Regions from separate parts of the Mus musculus genome. Here regions 2, 3, 4 and 5 are each linked to region 1. The links are chromatin contacts, called in public promoter capture Hi-C and targeted proximity ligation maps. All regions are on one chromosome and are shown on one strand. The core of a region is the stretch at or near the end of the contact, and the rest is flanking DNA. Distances in the headings are between cores, read along the strand shown.

Region 1 (2,694 bases), core at 55-2,554:
GGATGAAGAGGCCTTGAAAACCTGTTAGAACTGAACTCAAGACTGTCCCTCTTGGCATAATGGAAGTCTGGAAAGAAAACTTAAAGAGTAACTGTCTTTCCCAGTGTAATCCATTGCTGTCTTTTCCCTAACGTCACCAGCTAGGGTTAGATGCAGCCCAGGGGTAAGAGTGTTTGCCTCGCATGCACAGGGCTCTGAGTTCAGTTCCCAGTACCACACAGTCATCTGCAGTCCACCATGATCTAAGGAACCACCTTCGATGAGCCAAGCCTGGTGGCTAGATTCCGGGAACAGGACAGAACAGGGATAGTAACAGCATGGTCTGGCTGATACATAGGAAAAACATTCTAAAAAACTATATTCTTTAGAAGACACACATTTATATAACCTTGTATATATATACTTTTATATATTCATATTTATTTGTATTTATTACTTAGAAGCACGTGTGCCACTGTGCTTGTGTGGAGGTTAGGGAACAATTTGCTGGAGTCGCTTCAGTTTTTCTAACATATGGGTCCTGGGCGTGGCCTCGGGGCATCAGGCTTGGCAGCAAACGCTCTCACCAGTCCACATAAATATATTTCTTTTTCTTTTTTTTTTTTTTTTTTTCGTTTTTTTGAGACAGGGTTTCTCTGTATAGTCCTGAATATATCCTGGAACTCACTCTGTGGACCAGACTGGCCTCGGACTCAGAAATCCGCCTGCCTCTGCCTCCCAAATGCTGGGATTAAAGGCGTGCGCCACCACGCCTAGTGAAAATTAGGTTTTTAAGCACTCCTGAGGGTGGCAGTGGCGACTACAGGGGAGGGGGCCGAACGTCACCTGGGCCACGATTCCCTCCAGAGCCTTTGTTCAATCCTCCTTGTTGGACCCAGGTACCGTAGGAGGGCCTATCTGTCCGTCTTCCACATATGTTGGGGATTTTCGTTTGCAAAAGTGCCTCGACCTCTGGGGGAACTCCCTCGGAGCACCGCGCTGGGACCTTCTGCGACAATTGATGACACTGGCTTCTTCCTTCTGGTCGGACTTACTTCCTAATCTGCTTAGAGCTTAGAGGGCTCCAAACCTTAGAACACGCCAAGAGGAAGAACCTCCCAGCTAGATCGACTGTGCCCAACAACCACCGGACCCCTTCCCTCCTGCGCAGTCCTTATCCCTTCCCCAGAGATTCCGGACCCGTGCCTAAGGAGAAGACGGGTGCGAGGCGAAGGGACGGCGGTGAGACACAGCTTCAGGCGCGGAAGCAAGCTAGAAGGCGGAACCTAATACCCTAAAGGCACAGCCACCAGCGAGGCGGAGTCTGGAGAGCGGGCGTCCGGGGGAGGGGAGCAATGGCTCTTTGTTCCCGCCCTGGAGGCGGAGCCGAGGTCCGAGCCTGCAAAACGTGGTCCGCAGTGTAACCCAACCCCGACCCTCCGCTACGGCGCTCCGACCTTGGGATTCCTGGACACCGACCAGCGTCGCTCTCCTTCGGCCTCCCAGCCCTGCGTAGGCGCAGGTGCAGCCGCCTTCTGTGGGCCTGGTGCAATAGGACTGCGGCAACCATGGCGCGGGGAAACGCCCCTCGGGACAGGTGAGGTGGGAACCCATGTGCTGCGTACCGTGGCCCAGGTGGCCACGAGCCTTTGAATTCCCGCTCGTCTTGATGCTCCTGGGCTCAAAGACGAACGGGACTACAATTCCCATCAGCCGATTCCCTTAGCTGCTTGAGCCAGGGTGATGGGGATTGTAGTCCGTTCTACTGAGGGGCGGCTAGGGCGGCCCAGGCGTACGTCCTCGGGGTGACCTTCTGATTGATCCCCACAGCTACCACCTGGTTGGGATCAGCTTCTTCATTCTGGGACTGGGCACCCTTCTCCCCTGGAACTTCTTCATTACCGCCATCCCGGTGAGACCCGCGGCCGCTGGGCAACCTCATGGCCACAAACCAACATCCCTCCAGCCGTCTTGAACTGAGCCACTTTCCTCACCAGGCCACTTACTACAGCTCAGCCTGTCAGGGACAGCACCAAGCCTCATAGAGGGAACCGCCTCTCCCCTGGCTAGGCAAACTTTTAGGAAGGTACAGATCTCAGAGGTGCAGGGCCATCCACGTAGGGAGTCTGACCAGCAAAGGAGTTTCCATCCCATGCCCTTTGTCGTTATTTTTGGCCAGTCACTCCAAAGTGTCTTTTTTCCAAGCCTTTGGCTTTCTTTGCAATGACATGAGTTACAGTCATTCAACTAATAATTAATGAGCAACTACTGTAGACAGATGTGGAGGAAGGCCCGATTCCCCAAAGCATGCATTCTTTTATAGAAAGGCAGAAATCTATAGCTTGTTTTCTCCTTTTTGTTTTATTGTTGTTGTTGTTTTCGTTTTTTTCGAGACAGGGTTTCTCTGTGTAGCCCTGGCTGTCCTAGAACTCACTCTGTAGACCAGGCTGGCCTCGAACTCAGAGATCTGCCTGCCTCTGCCTTCTGAGTGCTGGGATTAAAGGCGTGCATCACCACTGCCTAACTTTTGTGTTTTCTTTAGAATAGGGTTATTCAAACATATTCAGTGGGTTAACTTCCCAGGTGTCTGTGGAGTGCTGGCATCGGTGCTGGACCCTGATACCCAAAGATGGATCAGCTACTGAATCTGAGAGACACAGAGCCAGGGCTATTAATAATGAAACAAGACACGTGCCAGGCCATTCCACCCTGAAG
Region 2 (2,694 bases), core at 52-2,551, 990 kb after region 1:
GGAGAACTACAATGGGGCAAACGCCCAGAACCCCACCCCTGGGGGCCTACCCAGTGCTCCCTGGCAGATGTCTGTCCGGGTGGCTCCATCCACGATGAACTGGGGGTTTGACATCAGTTCCTACAAGACCCACGGTCATGTTCCTGGGCCAGTCCCTCCTAGAAACTGGTACCCAGACACCACGAATAATGGGGGGGCCCAGTCCCATTGCCCACCACCATCAGAACCAAGTTCCACCCAGAGTGGCCCTCTTACCGTAGGCCGCTTCCATTTGATGCCATAGGTTTTAGAGGAATGAGGACCCAGTTCCTTGAAGCCCAGGCTATGAGAAACCGGAGGGAAGGCCTCGTCTTGGAAGAGGACCCCACTCTGCAGGCATCTTGCCCGAAGCGTTTCATAATCCTGGCCCAGGTACTTGATGGCGTTTTCATGGCGGCCCAAGCCCAGCTCCTTGTCCCGCTTCTTCTGTACTTGGGCTGACACCCCGGTGCAGTACACAGGGGTGATTAACTCCTCTGTCATCCTGGGGAACACATGGGCCTGGTAGAGATGCAGGCCTTCCCAGGGATAAAACACAACTGCCTGCCGACATTCTCCTGGACTCATTCCTCCCCAAACATGGGTCACTGCTCCCTTTACAGTGCCTGGGACTCTCAGCCACCTTGTTGTTAGGCTCTCAGAATCTGGAAAGGGGTGTCCAGTTTCTAGGTATCCTGGTCACCACCTCTCTTTTCCCTATTCTTACCGCCCAGAGGTGACAGTTTGGTATCAGCCATCCAGGCAGGTAGGATAGGGTGGAGGCCAGCCACAGCAGCAGAGCAGAGGTACTCCAGGTACGATCCCTGACACCATTTGCCTGCCTGTAACTTCCCCTCCACAAAGCTGCCAAGCATCTAGTTCATTTGCCCCTTTCCTCGGCTTAGGAACTGAAAACTCCACGCACTGATGCCTTTCCACAAGCTGAACATCAGAGCACTGGACACTGGCCCAGCTACAGCGGACAGGTTGAGCTGAGCGCCTGGGTTGAGCTGCTTCCGGACCCTTAACCCTCAGGCAAACACACAGAAGACCTGAAGCAGGGGCTGATCAGCGACAGCCCCCTAACCCCAGAAGCAGTGGCCTGGGTCAAACAGTCGTAGTCTGGACACCCAACTTCTTACCTGGGGAAGGGGAGTTTGGGAGATTGCTGCGGTCCCTGGGGCTGGCTTCCTTGGTGGCAGCTCAGGGCAGGGCCCAACCAGGAAGAGCGCTCCTCCCTGCCCTCCTCCCTGCCCTCCTCCCCGCCCTCCTCCACCGCCCCTCGGCCCTGGTCCCTCCCTCCCTGGTCCTCCACCTACGCCCGAGGCTCTTACCCCGCTCCCTCTAGGCTCTCCCTTATCTCCCCCGCAACACTTTTTTACTATCTCTTACTTAGGGTGTCTTTCAGTCCCCTCCCCCCGCCCCCTTCCTCTGCAGACTCTAAGCCAGCTCTGCGAGAGGACAAATTGGTAAATGGCAGAGTTGTCTCCCGGGAGGAGCCGGTCGCCGGTCCGGGTGAGAAGGGTTGGACTGGGACAGAAGGGCACCGCCGGCCAGAGAGAGGGTAGGGCAAGGGGTATTTTTAACTAGGGCCGCAGCTCGAGTTGCAGAGCCGCCGGCCCCACCCTATGTCGCCCTCCGGGAAGGTACTGGGGACGATCCGGCTCAGTGACGCCGCCAACACAGTCCTCCACCCGCCTCCTGCGCCCCCGCGTGCCTCTGGGTTGCAGCTGTCTTCCAGCCCAGCCGGCGCTCGGCGAAGCAGGGATTACCTCTGGTGGCTGCAACTGCTTGCTGGAGCTGCCCCTGGCTGGATGAGAGCTGACTTCTGCCGGACGCTAGACAAACGGTAGCCCCACCCCGGCCGGTCCCTGCCGCAGACCCGCTGTAGGGCTGAGCCAGCTCCCCACCCCCTCACCTTAGGGCGCAGGCCTGCAGAGCTAGCACTCCGCCCTAGCGGTCTTTGCGCACACCCTGCATGGCCTTAGGTAAATCCGTGCCTCGATTTCCCCAACCGTGCAGAAAAAAAAGAGGGACAATGGCCTTAGCCAATCTTTGTGTAGCATTCTGGCCTTCTCTTTCAAGTAATTGGTCTGCGCACCTGGGATCAGCTCCCTTGTGGGGGTTACCTGACCCGGGAGAGGGCAGCAGAGGCCCGGAACACCAGGGCAGGCTCACACAGGACCTGCAGATCCCCCTGGGCGCACTACAAGAGTTTGGAGCATCAAGGATGCAGAGGGATTGGAGCGGTCCCAAGGCTCTTCACAGTTATAGAGGTCACAGCATGGCCGATCAAGCTACATAAGATGGACAAGCATTCATTGAATAGATGGTGCTTTTCTTGGGATTCTAGGCACCTCGACACTCCAAAAGTTAAGAGCTGACTGCGTCTAACTTTCGCACCTGGGCGTTATGCTCAGCTGGGCATGAGCTGATGAAGACGCCTCTGCCTTCATGGTTAATGGAGAGGAAGGGTTGGTCCACACACTTTCCCCGACTGAAGCCTCATCTAATGCAGGTGTCAGTAAAGGCAGGAACTTTGGCAAGGGTGGGGAGATGCGCGTGGCCGGGGGCGGGGGAGAGGTAGGGTGGTGCCTGAAGAAAGCCTAGGCAGGTAGAGGACATGAGGTGTAGCGGGTGTTGCTTACTCCGGGGAGAAAAGAGGGGAGAGTGGCA
Region 3 (2,694 bases), core at 78-2,577, 900 kb after region 1:
AAAATAAAAAAAGAAAAAACTAGAAAGTTTTATTTATTGTTACTGTTGAGTGTATTTTAATGTGAGTGTGTGTGTGTGTGAGTGCGTTCGCGAGTGTGTACGTAGTGTGCGGAATGTGTGTGGAAGTCAGAATACTTTGTGGAGTCCATCTCTGAGTGTTTCGGGAAAGGAGCTCACCTCCAAGCTTGCTCAGCAAAAGACTTCCGCTGAGCCGTCTTGCCAGCAGCCCAAGGGGAAGGGTTTGAAATCTAGTTCCACCTGGGCCTCTGTGACCTTGAGCAATGAACCTTTTCTCTCTGGGACTGAACTCACCTTCCCTGTCTTTAAAATAAGCTGACCCACTGCTATACTTGAAACAAGAGGCCTCTGCACAATAGACGGATCCACAGTAACCGTCAAAGGACATTCAGCACATATCTTCAGGGCTTTTCTCAAGCACTTCGGCTCTTCCAGGTAGAGGTTGCATCAAGAACAAAAACCAAACCCTTCTAGGTCCCCTCCTGCCAGCCCTGGCAGGGCTGGCTCAGAATCTGGTGCTTCTGCAGCGATCTCTCTGTAGTACAATGTCGCTAGGTGGCGCGCGCGTCCCTGCTATAACCCGGGGTTCTAGGGTCCCACCGAGCATACCCGCTCCAGGGAGACGCCCACCGAGGAACTGCGTGCTCCAGTGCCCGAGGTGGATCGCCCATAGGCCCTTTTTCTCTGGGTTGCACAATCGGACCACCGTGAGGGTAGAATTGCAATTATCGGGGACCTTGTCTGGGACTCCGATATCTGGGAGGGGCCTTGCCTTGCCTGAGCTTCTTGGCCTGGGCGAAGTCTCAATGTCTGCTTGGCTCACAGCCAGACTTCGGACGTGCAGGCCCCCGCCCTCCCCGGAGTCCGGCTGCTCAGCCCTGGCTTGTGTTCCTGTGCCGACCCCTCCAGATCCCCAGTCAAGCGCTACCCAGCGCGGCCCAGATCCATTTCAGTAACACTAAAGCTAAAGATAGGAGGACACCTCACCATCCGCTAAAAATACGGCCTCCAGCCCAGGCAGGGACACGGGCCGAAGAGAGGATGTTCCCTAGTCCCAGGTCTCTGGCCAGCATAGAAGTACAACCCGGAGCTGCAAGACTGACAGCACAGCGCCTTGAGCGCTGCGGGAGGTCATGGGTAGGGGGCGGGGATCCAGACCCCAGATAATGGACCTGATCTGAGCCAAAACAGAACACCGCCTGGCTAGCACTCTCCAGGGAGCTGCGGGAGGCCTGTAAAACCCCAGTCCCAACTCACCTTGAGGAGCGCGGGCAAAGCTGCAGAGCTGTGCGGCTAGGATAGAGGACCAGGGAGGGCCTGGGAACTTACAGTGCAGACCTTGGGCCTAAGCCACGCCCCCAGAGCCAGAAGCCAATCCCGGACCGCTCCTCTCGAACCCCCACCCACACATCCCCGCCCACCGCGGCACCGCCCAGGTTCTTCTTTCTGTAAAGGCTAAGAGCTGGATTCCAAGATTCTAGAGGCTTAGCCTCCGGGCGGCTGAGGGCTATCACCGAAGGGTAACAAGGGTGGATACACACGAGGACGCCAGCTGTTCGTGTTGGAATAAAAACTTTAGGCTAGAAGCACTGGGCCAACAAAGGCCGGAAGAAAGAATTCTTGAGAAATCTCTGACCATCCTTGGATGGGTTTCCTTGACGGAAGGACGAGGACCCGGGAGGCGCCCGCACTGACTCTTCAAGAATGAATTGGGCTTTGCAGGCGTTTTACAAACCTAGGGGAGTTTTGAAGAGTTTACCCTAGGCTAGGAGAGTGATGAAGGATGCGAGAAAGATTCAGGGTCGGAAAGCACAGAGAAAAACAGAGACAGACACAGCCTGAACTTGCACGAGTTTGCTGACCTGCTAAGTGGTTTCTGAGGTGGATGGTTTAGAACAGGATCAGAAACAGTTATTGAAGGACAGGTCCTAAAGCTGATGAGACAAACCGAGGGAAACTTCTCATTGCGCCGTTTTGTGAGTAAATTCTCTGAGTGTCTGTTCGTGGTTAGGGAAGCTGAGGAGTCAGGATTCAAGAAATTCGAGGTTCCAGGCACAGGCTGATCCCCTTCCGGGTGGATGAGTGCTAAGAGGAGTGAGGCAAAGAAGAGGACAGTGATAGGAGGAGGAAATCGGGATGCTTGCCTTCCAGATAGCAGATGTGGAAAGCGGTGTGTGGATAGGAGGGAGGGATGCTGGGGCTGGGGAGTATGTCAGGCAAGCCAAAAGGGAGGGGAGAATGGGAAGGACTGGGTCATGCTTCCCTAAAGATGACCATATTCTGGGCCAGGAGGACAGCTCGGAGGAGCTCGGTGAGATTCCCTGTATGTCAGTCCTTCTGTTTAATCCCAAGTCACACACATACACACACTCACACACACATACATACACACACACACACACACACACACACACACATTCACATAATCTTACACTCACACGCATGCACCACTAGATCAAGAGCTCCACGTTTTAACGTCTGGGACCATTTTGTTATGTGGGAAAAGGGAATTACCAGAAATTATAATTGATTGAACTCCTGGGTTCAAGCAGCTCGCCTTCCTTGCCCTCCCAAAGAGCTGGGTCTGTAGATGTGAGCCGCATGCCTGCTCAGCCGACTTTAACAGAGAGATTATCCCAGGTTAGGCATGTACTCTAGTTCGTGGAGCGCTTACAG
Region 4 (2,694 bases), core at 117-2,616, 740 kb before region 1:
CCATATTTCTTACATGACCCTTGGCAGAGGTTGAGACACAGATGGTGGGAAAGCGTCTCGCACAACCTAGATACTCCTCCAAGGCCAGGCTTATCACAGGAAGACGGAGCGCCTGTTATACCCCACTTCTTTACTCTATGGTAATACCTGACGGAGTTTGTTGAGCAGTTCTGGAATGCCAGCCAACCTCTGTGTGGCCCTCTGGAAGTCCCGATACTGGAGTACCAACTGTACCATCTCAGGGTCTCCAGTGCTGACTGCCTCCTGCAGGACTGGAGATGAGCAACTGCTGGGGTAGCCCTCTTAGCGCCCCCAGGCACGGTTACTTACTCCCCCTGCCCCCCATTCACCAACCTGGAAGCTAGTCTCAAGGGAGGACCCTCTGCCCTGCACAGTACCTGCCCAGCCCTGGTGGCTCTCTTTGCCCACGTTGGCATTATGTCGGAGGAGGACTCTCACAGACTCCAAGTTCCCCAAGGTCACAGCAAGCTCCAGGGGGGTTCGCCCTTGGGGGTCCTCCTGCTCAATGTCGTGCTAAGGGAGATGGGTCACTCAATACAAGGCAAGAGAGGGCCAAAGCAAGGAGGTCACTGGATTGAAAAGGGCTGGAGTTACTATGGGTAACCAGGTCAGTGAGAAGATAAGAGTGTGGCCTATGTGGACTGGAAAGTGTCGGGGTAAAGGGGACAGTAAGGGCCAGTGGGAAGGAACTGCTCATTTCTTCTGCCCTCTGCTATCCAGAGTTGAGGGCCTGGTGGTGGAGTCTAGCAAGACAGATTCAGGCTAGGGATGCTGAGAGTTTAGACCAGCTTGAGGGCTAGAACACGGTTCTTGTCCTCATTCTAGCTCAGAGGTGATGAGGGTGAATCCTGAGCTTAACGCAATACGAAGGGGGCAGATAGCAGAGCAAGGCCCAACCAAGGGAGATGCGCTAAACAAATGCTCAAGCTCGAGGGCAGGTGACCAGGGATTTGGAAAGAGCTGGACCTAAGGAGTCAGGATGCAGCTGCGGAGCACAGCAGGGGCGGTGAGCTGCGGAGTAGATTCCGTACTTTGGCACCGGGGCTTGGGGAGGAAACCAACCGAATCGGATCCCCTTCAGGGCCTCACCTTGCGGCTGTGCAGTGCGGCCTCCAGTTCGCGGTGCCGGTTCGCCCAGACTAGCCGGTGCAGCGGGAAGGTGGGGCCCAGGCCGGCCATGCTGGGCTTCAGCACCGCATCCCGAGCGAAAGGCCCAGCCCTTCTTGGCCTGCGCCTGGCACGTCCCCTGCTCCTCCGCTCTGAGCCGCACCTCAGCCGCACCCGCTGCAGCCCCGCGGACCCCTGCTAGAAGCCGCCGCAGCAAGAGCGAAGGCGGCAGGGAGGGCGGGGCGGGGATCTGGGGGCGGGGCTACATGGAGTTAGGGCGTGGCGTCGGGCTTCGCACACCCTCGCCTCCCGTAGCTACGGCAACCACTGCAGGCCTGCGCGCTGGGGGCGGGCGGAGTGTGTGTGGGGTGCTGTCCAGTCTCCAGGGCAACCACATGCGCCCCAGGAACAGCCGGAACTTCATTTTGAAGCGCCATGGTCGGTGGGGTTGTTCCGGAGGGCGGGGCATAGCTGCAGCTCCACCCGTGCCCGCAGGGGGCGCCCCAGGCCCTGGGCAAATCTCTTAGTGGTCAGAAAGGTGAGGGAGGAGGGAACGGAAGGGGAGTGGGGTAGGCTCGGTGGCACTGGGATTGGGCCAGGGTCTGTTGTTCTTGCAGCCCCCCCCGCCCCCACCCCCCCCCACCCCCGCTGACAATGTGTCCTTCTGTCTAGCCCACTCCTGAGTTCCATCAGCACCGACTTGTCTTTTATAGGCGGGTGGGATGGGAAATCTTGACCTCATCCCTGCCAGCACAGGCGCTTAGCTTCTGGAGATGGGCACCCCGCAGCAACCCCTAATGCTGACCAGTCAAAGCTTTCTTTCCCGAGGATCTGTCTGGCCTTGATGCCTGGAAGACAGCAAGGAATCAGGAACAGGAATATTGTTGGGGTTGGGGGACATAAGCTCAGCTTCCTGGCTGGGTGATCGGCCAGGGTGCACGCTACCACCACAGGAGTCCATTTTGCAGAGGCTGCATTTTACTGCCAACAGGGAAGGAAGGAGAATTTCGAAACAAGGCTGGCACTTCCACTCACACAGGATCTAGGGTTCAAGCAGCCAGCCAGCTTAGTTGGGACCCTTGGTTATCTTCAGTCCTACCATGGGTTCTCTGATCCTGGTCTTGCTGGGTGGCGAGGGGGTAAACCAGACTTTCCAAAACTGACTCTGGTCTGTTTCTCTATTTTTAAATCTTACATTCATTTTTGTGTGGGGGTGCTCATGAGTGTGGAGGTGAAAAACCAACTTTTGAGAGTTGGTTCTCTCCCATCCTTTAACTCAGGTTGTCAGGTTTGGCAGCAAACACCTTCATCGGATGGCTCCACCTCCCTATCTGTTAAACTTAGTGTGATGGAGAAAGGCCATCTAACTGAGGTTCCCTTCCTGCCCAAGGATGTCCTCATCTCTTCAGCCTGATTGCCACCTTTCTCCCTGCGATCGGGTGGTTTATAGCAGTCCGGGATCTAGGCTACCCACCGTGTGTGCTGTGGTCAGGTCATCTACGATGTCTGGACTTTGGGAGGAACTCAAGGCCCTGAGCTTCTAAAGGTCCAGAGCTCTGCAGTTAG
Region 5 (2,694 bases), core at 91-2,590, 720 kb before region 1:
ATGTGGAGGCCAGGTGACACTGCACAAGCCATTCCAGTCTGAGTTGTTTCCCCTCTCACACACACACACCTTGTTCTATGGGAACAAAACTACACCTGTCTCACTCGCTCTCTGGTCTCCTGTGCAGCTCAAATAGGAAGATAAGTCTATTTACCATAATATACTGGACAAGCCCCAGCTACACCTCTCACATCCTGCCCTGTTCTGCACCCACATCCTGGACAGTTTAAACTTTGATACCAGGTGCGATGACATCAGTTGTCTTGTAGAGAGGTGGCAGCATGGTCCATCTGCTGTAGGATGGGAGGTCCCCTGGTCAAAAGTACCCATAAGGAACCACAAGTGGGGAAAAGGGTAAAGTAGGGACTTCCCTCACCCACCGGAGCGCAGCCCTCAGGAATGGTACACTGCACTGTCCCCAGAAAGCACTCTCAAACCCAATCCCATAGTGACCCCACCATAGGGGAAGGCAAAATAAATAAATAAATAAATAAATAAATAAAAGTCTTCAAATTGGTCCTCTTCACTCCACAAACCTCACAAGAGTGTTACCCACTCCACGGGGAGTGGATAGGGTAGTGGAATACCAACGGGAGCAACAGACTGTGTGATACAATCGGGTAAACAGAGGCAGACTTGAGGAAGGGAACCACAAGGGAACACGAGAGGGTAGAGGGCAGAGCCAAGCATCAGGGTGGAAAGAAGGCTGCAGCAGAGTCAGGGGCTGACAGCGACCAGGCCGGGCAGTGAGATACAGGAAGCGGCAGGGCGGCCCAGGGCTAGGAGCTTGGACTTGGGGCGCCCAGGGCTTGCGGACACCAAGCCTTGCGGCGGCAGGGACAGAGGAAGTCTCCGGGTCCTGGGGCGGCCAGAATAATGGGGTCTCCGGGGCAGAAGGTCCCCGGAGTAGAAGGGGTTCCCGGGTCCTGGGGCAGAAGGTCCCCGGAACCTGGGGCGGAGGGGGTCCCTAGGGCACGGGATCCCGGGGCGGCGCGTGGGGCCCGGCACAGGCGGGCTCACCTGGGCTCTGGCAGCAGGATCTTCTTGCTGGCGCGCGCGGCCGGCGTGGCCTTGCTCTTCTCCATGGCCATCAGGTAGCTCACATCGGCCAGCACCGCCTCCAGGTCGGCCATCTTGGCGGCGGCGGCGGCGCTGTTCCTCCCGCCGCCCGAGGCTCCGCTCCGCTCCCGCTCGCTCGGCCCGGCCCGGCCCGCGCGGCTTGTGGGCCTCGGCGCCGCCGCCGCCCCGCCCGGTCCTCGCTCGTCGCCGGCTCACAGGCGGCGCCGCCCCATGGCGCCGGCTCGGGCCCGGCCCGGCTCGCGCTCCGCTCCCGCCGGGACTGCAGTCGGGGCGCCGCCGCCGCCGCCACCACCACCACCACCCGCTCGCCCGCGCCCCGGAGCTGCCGCCGCCGCCTCCGGCCCCGCCTGCCGCGCACAGCGCCAGCGAGCCGCCGAGGGGCCGAGCCGGGCGGGCGGCGGGCGGGCGGGCAGGCGACAGCGCCCCCTAGAGGCTGCACCGCTCGGGTCCGAGACACGGGTCTCAGTCCTGGTTTGTTACCTGAGTCTTCCACCAAGGACTCTAGGATGACCTCAGACCCCAAGCCATGACCACAAACGCGGATCCCATCTCAGCATGCTAGACTGCACGCTCCACTAGGGCCAAGACCGTGGGTCCTAACAAGAATCCTGACACCGACCAAGACTCCTATACTCAAATTTCTGAACATTCTCTCAGAGTCACACCATCATTACCACCCCTGACTCCTGACCTGACCAGATGACAATCCTGACTTCAAACTCCCAACAGGACCCCAGACTCAGAGCTTGGGCCGCACTCCTGACATGAACGTTTGTTGTTGTTCTTGTTTTAGAGAGGGTATCCCCGTGTAGCCTTGGCTAGTCTGTAACTCACTATGTAGACCAGGCAGACCACTAATTCACAGCGATCTGCTTTCCTCTGCCTCCCAAGTGCTGAAATGGATTAAAGGCATAGTCCATTAAACCACACTCTGATGAACGCCGAACTCATTAATTGATCGATCGATTGACTGATCAGTTGATTGATTGTGTATGCACATGTGGAGGTTAGAGGACAGACAATTTGACCATCAGTTCTCTCTTTTTACCACATGGGTCTCTAGGGATGGAACTCAAGGTCCTCAGGCTTGGTGGCAAACATTTTACCCACTGAGCCCTTCTGTGCCTTCTTCCTTGGCCAACTCCTGTCTACTTTACCTGGCTAGCACACGAGAGGCAAAAGCAGGTGTCTTTCTGTAAAGTCAAAGCCAACCAGGGCTATAGAGTGAGACCCCGTCTTAAGCAAATGAGTGAAAGCAATTTAAACTGCACACCTCTCTAGAGCACCTCTTTGCTTTCCAGGCTGCCAGGACACTCCCACCCCAGGCATGGACACTTAGAACCTGATTCTCCTGCCAGTTCGTGTCCAGCAAAGCAAGTATCCCGACTCCCCTGACTTCTTGACTCCTTCAGAAGAAAACAAATCCTATTAGGGGAGAAAGGTTGTCAGCGGACGACATCTCTAGACAGATCCTGCCTCTACTTCTCCTTTCCTAGGTCACCACTACAGCCTCCTGAGAGTCCTCTGACCTGTCCATTTCTCAGGGTTCCTAAAACTGCCCTCTGATACAGGCTCTGACCAGAATGGCTGTCCCCAAATCTAGATCTGATGGGA

What was found. Promoter capture Hi-C pulls out the DNA fragments that hold promoters and counts their contacts.
Region 2: a contact with region 1 is called in a targeted proximity ligation map of pancreatic cancer cells. A contact is called at or near these places in 1 of 130 datasets of targeted methods (pancreatic cancer cells) and 1 of 9 other capture datasets (pancreatic islet).
Region 3: a contact with region 1 is called in a promoter capture Hi-C map of liver, with 2.3 times the contacts expected there. A contact is called at or near these places in 2 of 39 promoter capture datasets (both in liver).
Region 4: a targeted proximity ligation map of bone marrow-derived macrophages shows a contact between it and region 1, with 4 times the contacts expected there. A contact is called at or near these places in 3 of 130 datasets of targeted methods (bone marrow-derived macrophages, double positive thymocytes and pancreatic cancer cells).
Region 5: a targeted proximity ligation map of memory CD8 T cells shows a contact between it and region 1, with 5 read pairs. A contact is called at or near these places in 3 of 130 datasets of targeted methods (double positive thymocytes, memory CD8 T cells and pancreatic cancer cells).

Annotation. Positions count from the first base shown.
Region 1 is chr19:5,022,702-5,025,395 of GRCm38.p6, forward strand. It overlaps Slc29a2 (solute carrier family 29 (nucleoside transporters), member 2), which reads left to right and starts at 1,305. Exons shown (of 12, transcript NM_007854.3): 1 at 1,305-1,576; 2 at 1,810-1,891. The coding sequence starts at 1,548.
Region 2 is chr19:6,013,946-6,016,639 of GRCm38.p6, forward strand. Capn1 (calpain 1) reads right to left here and starts at 1,302. Exons shown (of 22, transcript NM_007600.3): 1 at 1,161-1,302; 2 at 256-523; 3 at 51-120. The coding sequence starts at 522. It overlaps Gm10814 (predicted gene 10814), which reads left to right. Exons shown (of 5, transcript NR_045783.1): 2 at 284-411; 3 at 924-1,867; 4 at 2,372-2,538.
Region 3 is chr19:5,923,489-5,926,182 of GRCm38.p6, forward strand. Cdc42ep2 (CDC42 effector protein (Rho GTPase binding) 2) reads right to left here and starts at 1,328. Exons shown (of 2, transcript NM_026772.2): 1 at 1,276-1,328.
Region 4 is chr19:4,281,771-4,284,464 of GRCm38.p6, forward strand. It overlaps Ankrd13d (ankyrin repeat domain 13 family, member D), which reads right to left and starts at 1,367. Exons shown (of 15, transcript NM_026720.2): 1 at 1,111-1,367; 2 at 399-534; 3 at 148-272. The coding sequence starts at 1,200.
Region 5 is chr19:4,304,882-4,307,575 of GRCm38.p6, forward strand. Grk2 (G protein-coupled receptor kinase 2) reads right to left here and starts at 1,341. Exons shown (of 21, transcript NM_001290818.1): 1 at 1,021-1,341. The coding sequence starts at 1,133.